Regions from separate parts of the Callithrix jacchus genome. Here region 1 is linked to region 2. The links are chromatin contacts, called in public Hi-C maps. All regions are on one chromosome and are shown on one strand. The core of a region is the stretch at or near the end of the contact, and the rest is flanking DNA. Distances in the headings are between cores, read along the strand shown. Region 1 overlaps ERGIC1 (endoplasmic reticulum-golgi intermediate compartment 1). Region 2 has its middle 55 kb from the start of DUSP1.

Region 1 (3,561 bases), core at 948-3,447, 190 kb after region 2:
GTACATGATATTTTGTGAGGATCAAACAGGTTTCTTTAGCCGAAAGGTACTTAATATAGTGCCAGATATACTTTAATATCACCAGGTCCATATCTCTTCGTGTATTTATTCATTTCCTACATAGTCTGCAGCTAACTCTAAAAAGATTTTAAGGCTGCTCCGCACTGGGCATGTAAGTACTCAGTGAATGTGAATTTCTTGTCCCTCTTCCTCTTTGAGTTAAGAAGACGCCTCTCTTGCCTGCTGCTGAAAGCGTGTTGGGTGGCATTCCCCAGCTTGTCCCACGAGGTGGGGCACTGCAGCAATAGGCTACAGACAAGTGAGTTTTGATGTCACGGCTTGAGGCTTGAGCAGGTGGGCCGCCACCTGCAGAGTGCCCAGGAGCACTGGGAAGGGCCCTTCCAGCAAGCCCAGACAACCCATGCAGTTTCCCAAGGGCAGGGTGGCTTCTCTCTGAATAGTAAAGTGTGTTCCCGATGCTCCCCACTCCCCTGCTCCAGGACTTCCTCTCCTTCTCTCCCAGGGTCAACCTGGACGCTCTGACCCCACCGAGTCCCTGGAGAGGTACAAAGCTCATGGGTGAGGGGAGGAAGGGGACTAGGTACAGTGGCTCACACCTGTAATCCCAGCTCGCACCTGTAGTCCCTTCTACTTGGGAAGCTGAGATGGGAGGATCACTTGAGCTCAGGACATCCAGGCTGCAGTGAACTGTGATTATGCCATGACACTTCAGCCTGGGAGACAGAGCAAGACCCTATCTCAAAAAGAAAAGAAAAGAAAAGAAAAACAGCAAAAACACAGGGGACATTTTTTGAATATTTGCCTTGCATCCAACCCTGTGCTAAATCAGCAGCTGGAGAGAGGGAGGGAGGCAGGGATGAATAGAGAGACCTGTCCAGAGCTAAGGCCAGAGGCTCCAGAGATCAAGATGCAGTGACCCTGATGCCCTCTTCCCCCTCTGCTGCCTCCTCACCAAGGTGCAGGAGTTGCCCAAAGGGAATCTGCAGGATGAGCCCTAGGATCTCCTGAGCAATCGGGAGGAAAAAGCATCGCCTCTTTGGGGAGAGGTACAAAGCCTAGGGGGGGTGGGGGCAGTTGTCAGAAGCTTGTGACCCCTAGAAGGCCCTGCCGGTTTAGGAAGAACTGAAGGTCACAGTTCTCTTTTTCTGGGTGGCTGGCCCTCTGTGACAGTTTGTGGCTACAGCGGGTCAGTGCCCCCTCCCGCCACCATGAGATTGTAAGTTAAGGAAATGAGGTCACCGTTGGCTAGATCAACATGGCTCCAGCCCCAGCCTGTGTTATCAGTGACATAAGATGCTTATTCTGGCCTGGGCCTGGTGGGAGGCACATTTGTTTGGGTGGTTGGGCTCCAACCTGGCTTTGGACAGGCTGGTAATTATCCTTGGGAAAGAGGCCCCACAGAGTGTTCTGAAACCCTGTGTTTTCAGGGAGCAGGCCCCTCCTCAGGCAACCTGGCCACAGAATGTTCCAGCCTCTGACTGCCCAGTCTCTGACTGCTCTCAATAATTATTAACCTCATGAGATTTATACTAATAAAATGTAGTAACTGGAACTTCCCATTGATAGTTTATAACATAATATACTTACGGTACCTTCCATAATATAACTCATGGATTTATTATGTGCATGCTAACACCTAGCTCGGCACTTTATTTTTATTTTTTGTTTTTTTATTTGTGTTTTGAAACAGGGCCTCGTTGTGTTGCCCAGGCTGGAGGGCAGTGGCTGAATTATGGCTCACTGTAGCCTCCACCTCCCAAGCTATCCTTCTGCCTCAGCCTCCCAAGTAGCTGGGACTATGGGCATGAGCCACCATGCCCAGCTAATTTTTTAATTCTTTGTAGAGACAGGGGTCTTCCAGGCTGGTCTCTAACTTCTGGACTCAAGTGATTCTCCCACCTTGGCCTCCTAAATCCCTTGGCTGGGATTATAGGCAAATGTACTGCGCCCGGCAGGTCAGCACTTCATAATGGTCATCTCATTGATCATCACAGAACCCCTTCAGGTAACTACTACTGTGCTCCCCATGTTACAGCTGGGGAAACTGAGGCACCAGGTGGCCAAAACCACATGAAGCAGTAAGTGGTGGAAGTGGAGTCAAACCCAGATCTGGGATGCTAAAGCCCAGACTCAGCACCTCTCCTCTGTTGTACCCCAAGCATTTTGGGGCCCCAGGCTCATGGCAGGCCACTGCTTTTTGGTCAGAATAGCTGACTGGAGGACATGGATGCACCCTTCCAGGGTAAGGTGGCCAAGCAGGCAGATGGAAGCCCAGAAGGTGGGAGCTTGGAGGTCACCTGGAATCATGTTCACACAGAGGCTCCTCGTAGGAGTCTGGAGTGGGGAGCAGTAGCTTAACCAGGAGGGGGAGCTGGAAGTCTCCAGGTTGCCTGCCTTGAGCCTGGGTTATGGGCCAGGCTGGGTAGAAGGCCCCAGGTGTCGAATTAAGGAGCATGAAGGACATTGCTGTTAGCCATAGGAGGCCTGAGGGCGTCTGAGTATGGAGTGATGGGTTTATGCCTCAGACAGCTCACCTCTTGTGAAGGCGGGTTTGGTGTGGGGCCATCCAGAGACCAGGACCCTGGTGGGAGCTGGGTGATGAGCCAAGGCAGAGGGGCCGAGGGCGCTGGGACTTTGGCTTTGGAGCAGGGGTGGGCAGAACCTGGCGGCTGGCTGTCAAGGGATGTATTTTAGACATCCACCTGGTTGATAACAGATACACACACTTTTACCAGGACGAGTCAGGATCTGAAACTCAGGGTTCTGGAGTGCGTGCTGGCAGAATCGCCCTCCCTCCCTCCACCCCACCCCAAGCCCTTGCTGCTGGCCTCACTGCTGCGTAAGTTTCCATTCGATCAAATTTTGAAGCATGGAGGTCAGAGACTTCAGGCAGGAATCTGAACTATTTAAGGGCCCTTCTAAAAGCAAATAAAATTGTTTTGTATAGATGTCATTGGACTTAATGCCTCAGACTAGAATTTCAAGGCCCTCCACCACATTCCATTCACACTCCCCCCACCCACGCCTCCCCGCCTCCCTGCCCTTATGTATCTCTCCCTACAAGGCCACTGCCCACCCACACCCCCCACCCTCCCACACAGTCGCCACGCTGGGCCTGACTCCCTGACGCCATCTGGCGTCCCCCACCTGGAATGTGCCCCGCTGTGTTCCACCAGTGCACGCCTTCCCTGCATCCTGGGAGTTCTGCTGAGGACTCCCTCCTCCACTTGGGCTCATTCCACAGAAGTTTGTGAGAACACGCTCTGTGCTGAGGCTCAGGGAGCCCTCATCCTGGGGATGGTGACAGGACTGGGGGAGGCTTGTGGGACAGACGCAAGTGAACCCCTAACCACCCTTGTACCCTGTAGGCACCCGGGCCATGGTGGGAATGGGCACACCTGGAGATGACGAAAAAGGACTAGGACACCTGCATCACCAGTCTACAAGGGTGATGGCCCCTCAATTTTTCACTGATTCCCATCCCATCCAGGCAGTGCAATGCCTTGGAAAGAGCATGGGCTGTGGGCCCCCTGTCCCTGG
Region 2 (3,319 bases), core at 571-3,070:
CCCTAGCCAACATTGTGAAACCCTGTCTCCACTAAAAATACAAAATTAGCCCTTCGTGGTGGTGCACACCTGTAGTCCCAGCTACTCGGGAAGCTGAGGCAGGAAAATCACTTGAACCCGGGAGGTGAAGGTTGCAGTGAGCCTAGATCACACCACTGCACTCCAGCCTGGACAACAGAGCGAGACTTCATCTCAAAAAATAAAAATAAAAAAATAATACTAACAAATCTTCCAACCCTCACTGAGCACTGCCAAGAGCCCTGCCGCATTCCAGGCATGTTACTTGTACAGACCCATGCAATCATAAGAGAAGCCCTATGAAGGGACCCCTGTTAACACCCACATATTCAAGCAAGAAAGCAGGCATAGAGAGCTTAAGCAATTTGCCCAAAATCCCCCAGCTGACCAAGGCAAAAACAAGACTAAAAACCCAAGCAGGCTGGAGCCAGAGACCAATCCCTTAAACACACACCACCCAATGCGCCAAGGAGATAAATGAATCTCCTCACTGAGGCTGAGAAGGGCCTGTGAAATCGGGCCAGTCCGCCTCCCAGCCCTTCTCCCACAGCTGCCCCTCCCATCTGACTTTGGCTTCCACACTCACCAGACTTCCTCCCTGCCCAGCGCCTTTGCACATGCTGCGTGCTCTAGGAAAACTTGCCCCCTGACTTCACCCCCACTCCCTGCTCATAACTTCCAATCAAGCCTCTCCCACAGGGGTCTTGGCTGCCTGGGTCATGGGCAGTCCCTCGGACATACGCTCTCGTGCACCCTGAATTTTTCCTCCTCCACGCATTTCTAACACAGAATGTGATTTTTTTTTTGAGACGGAGTTTCGCTCTTGTTACCCAGGCTGGAGTGCAATGGCGCGATCTCGGCTCACCACAACCTCCGCCTCCTGGGTTCAGGCAGTTCTCCTGCCTCAGCCTCCCGAGTAGCTGGGATTACAGGCATGCGCCACCATGCCTAGCTAATTTTTTGTATTTTTAGTAGAGACGGGGTTTCATCATGTTGACCAGGATGGTCTCAATCTCTTGACCTCGTGATCCACCCGCCTCAGCCTCCCAAAGTGCTGGGATTACAGGCTTGAGCCACCGCGCCCGGCTCTAACACAGAATGTGTTAATACATCTGTGCAGACGCGTGAATATGTTCCCTGATGGACTGTGAATGTGGGCAGAGCACCCATCGTGTCTAGCTTCATCCAATGTGCCCCCGATGCCTATTCCAGTGGCAAGGACTCCGTGGGCACTCAAAAAATGTTTGTGGACTGGATGGATGAATAAAGAAATGAATGCATCCCCGCAGATGGGGTGCTGCCAAGTCCTGGGGTCAGACTCTCTGCCTTCCAAGCCTTTGTTCCTTTATTTGATGACCGCCAGAGGGCGCCAAAGCCCGGGAAATCGCCAGCCCGATGCTCGGGACAGCCACGTGGACTCCAGGGAGGGGTCCCCCACCGAGGGAAGGGGGCCGGGCGCCCATCGGGTGGACGCCGTGGCCTCCCTGTAAAGCACTGTGGGTGAATAGAGACTAAGGCCTGGTTTGACGCCTTCCCCGGCAGCTTCTCAGTTGTGACCAGCAGACACTCTGTCCTCAGGGTAATGGCAGAAATCCTTGCTGCCCCCATAGGAACTGAGCCCAAGAGCCTGGGGGAGGAACATATGTGTTTGTACAGCAAACATTCGTGGATGGAGCCAGCCTGAAAGGGGACTTCTAAGTGGGAAAGAAAAACAAATACTGGCCCCTTACTCTCACATGCCTTCAATCCTGGCAACTCCAGGCTGGTAGGCATTGCTGTTCTCCATATCTTCAGACAGGGAAACTAAGGCACAGCTGTACCCAGTGGAGCTTGGTGACGCCTTCCCACCCCTTGCCTGCCTACTAGCTGCCCCTGCATCTGGCTGCCTCCTCATCAGTGGTTCTCACAGTGCAGTCCCTGAGCAGCAGCGGCAGCTGTCCACCCAGACCTCTGGGTTTTGAGCCCAGCAACCTGTGACTGAAAGTGCTCCAGAACATTCTGATGTGCATGCAGTCAAGTGTGAGAGCCTCTGGTCTACACCAGCCCTTTCTCAGGCCTGGGCGACACACCTGGAGGACCCTGAGGGAGGGGAGTGACAGGTCGGGCTGCTCCATGGGAGGTGAGGCCAGTGTCCCAGGCTGACAAGAGCCCCCTGGGTGGGCAAAGTCCACCAGGTGGAAAAGCCCCAGGAGATATCTTGCAGCTTCTGTGCCCACTCAAAGCCCAACAGACAGCCCGAGGGCCGCAGAGGGTTGGCGAGCACTGGCCATGCGGGTTCCCAGCACCCTCCCCTGCCTCCCCGGAAGTGGGCCTGCACAGCTGCCATCCAAACCATTCCCCTGTAGACTAACACTGGAGAACTGCAGGCTCTGGAAGTTCAGCCAGACCCAGGTGTGGATTCCAACACATCTGCGACCAGGTACAAACCCTGTCCCTTTGATCCTTGGACTGCTCCCAAATAGAAGATGATCATTATGAAAAAAATGAAGGTGGTTTAGAGAATCGGGGTGGCTTGGGACTTTTAGAGCAGGAAATGGGGTTTGGGGGCTGGGACCAGCAGCAGATCATGAGCAATGAATGCCATCCTCAGAGCACGGATTTTGTCCCTGGGGCAAAAGCATTACCCCAGGCTGGCAAGATCATCAGATTTGAAGTTCCAACATTGCACCTGAGGGGCTGAGCTGATGAGGAGGCCATCCCTGTTGGGCTCCTGGCAACAGCTCTGGACCAGACTGCCTGGGTCCAAATTCCCGCCCTTCCCCATCCCCATGACTGCAGGACTTTGTACGACTGACATAACCTGCCAGTGCCTCAGTGGCCTCATCTGTCAAAGGAAGATAAGGGGATTTTTCAGGAGCATCAGATGAGAGGACTCATGTAAAGTCCATGCCTGAAGGGCCCCATCCGGCGTAGCCGGTACCGTCAATCAGCGAGACTGGCCCCGACTGGTGGAGCAAGCTGAAAAGAGCAGTCGGTGAAGGCGCTTTGTAGGCAGCTTTAGGAACAGCATGGCCTCGGGGGCACAGTGTAACAGGACTCCCTCCACTCCTGGGTGTCCCAGGGAGGGAACTGATGCCCGAATTGGACACCAGCCCCCTCCTCCTCCAAAGCCTTGGGCCTGGCCCTGTACACATGACCCAGCTTCCTGTTTGTGATGCCAACACTGGAGGGAGGAAATTCAGTGCCCGCGCCCTGGGACTGGAGGGCAGGAATGTGGACGTGTTGACGTCAAAGCGTGTCCTAGTTCTGGGGAAGTGGGATGGGAAGGGCTTCCTGCTGAGCCGCCTTTGATCCCAGGCCT

Evidence for each region. A called contact is a pair of places that touch in the nucleus more often than the background predicts.
Region 1: a contact with region 2 is called in a Hi-C map of skeletal muscle, with 5 times the contacts expected there. The contact joins two enhancer-like sites. A contact is called at or near these places in 2 of 3 Hi-C or Micro-C datasets (induced pluripotent stem cells and skeletal muscle).

Annotation. Positions count from the first base shown.
Region 1 is chr2:65,253,119-65,256,679 of calJac240_pri, forward strand. The region is part of intron 3 of ERGIC1 (endoplasmic reticulum-golgi intermediate compartment 1); the gene reads left to right. Among named protein-coding and RNA genes, the nearest start is that of RPL26L1, 56 kb to the right of the region's middle. Within about 2 kb of position 2,198, at least 10 of the 16 cell types and tissues checked have an H3K27ac peak or open chromatin away from gene starts, as enhancers often do. A contact at or near this core is called in skeletal muscle, where this site is marked.
Region 2 is chr2:65,064,716-65,068,034 of calJac240_pri, forward strand. No RefSeq gene overlaps it. Among named protein-coding and RNA genes, the nearest start is that of DUSP1, 55 kb to the right of the region's middle. Within about 2 kb of position 1,821, at least 10 of the 16 cell types and tissues checked have an H3K27ac peak or open chromatin away from gene starts, as enhancers often do. A contact at or near this core is called in skeletal muscle, where this site is marked.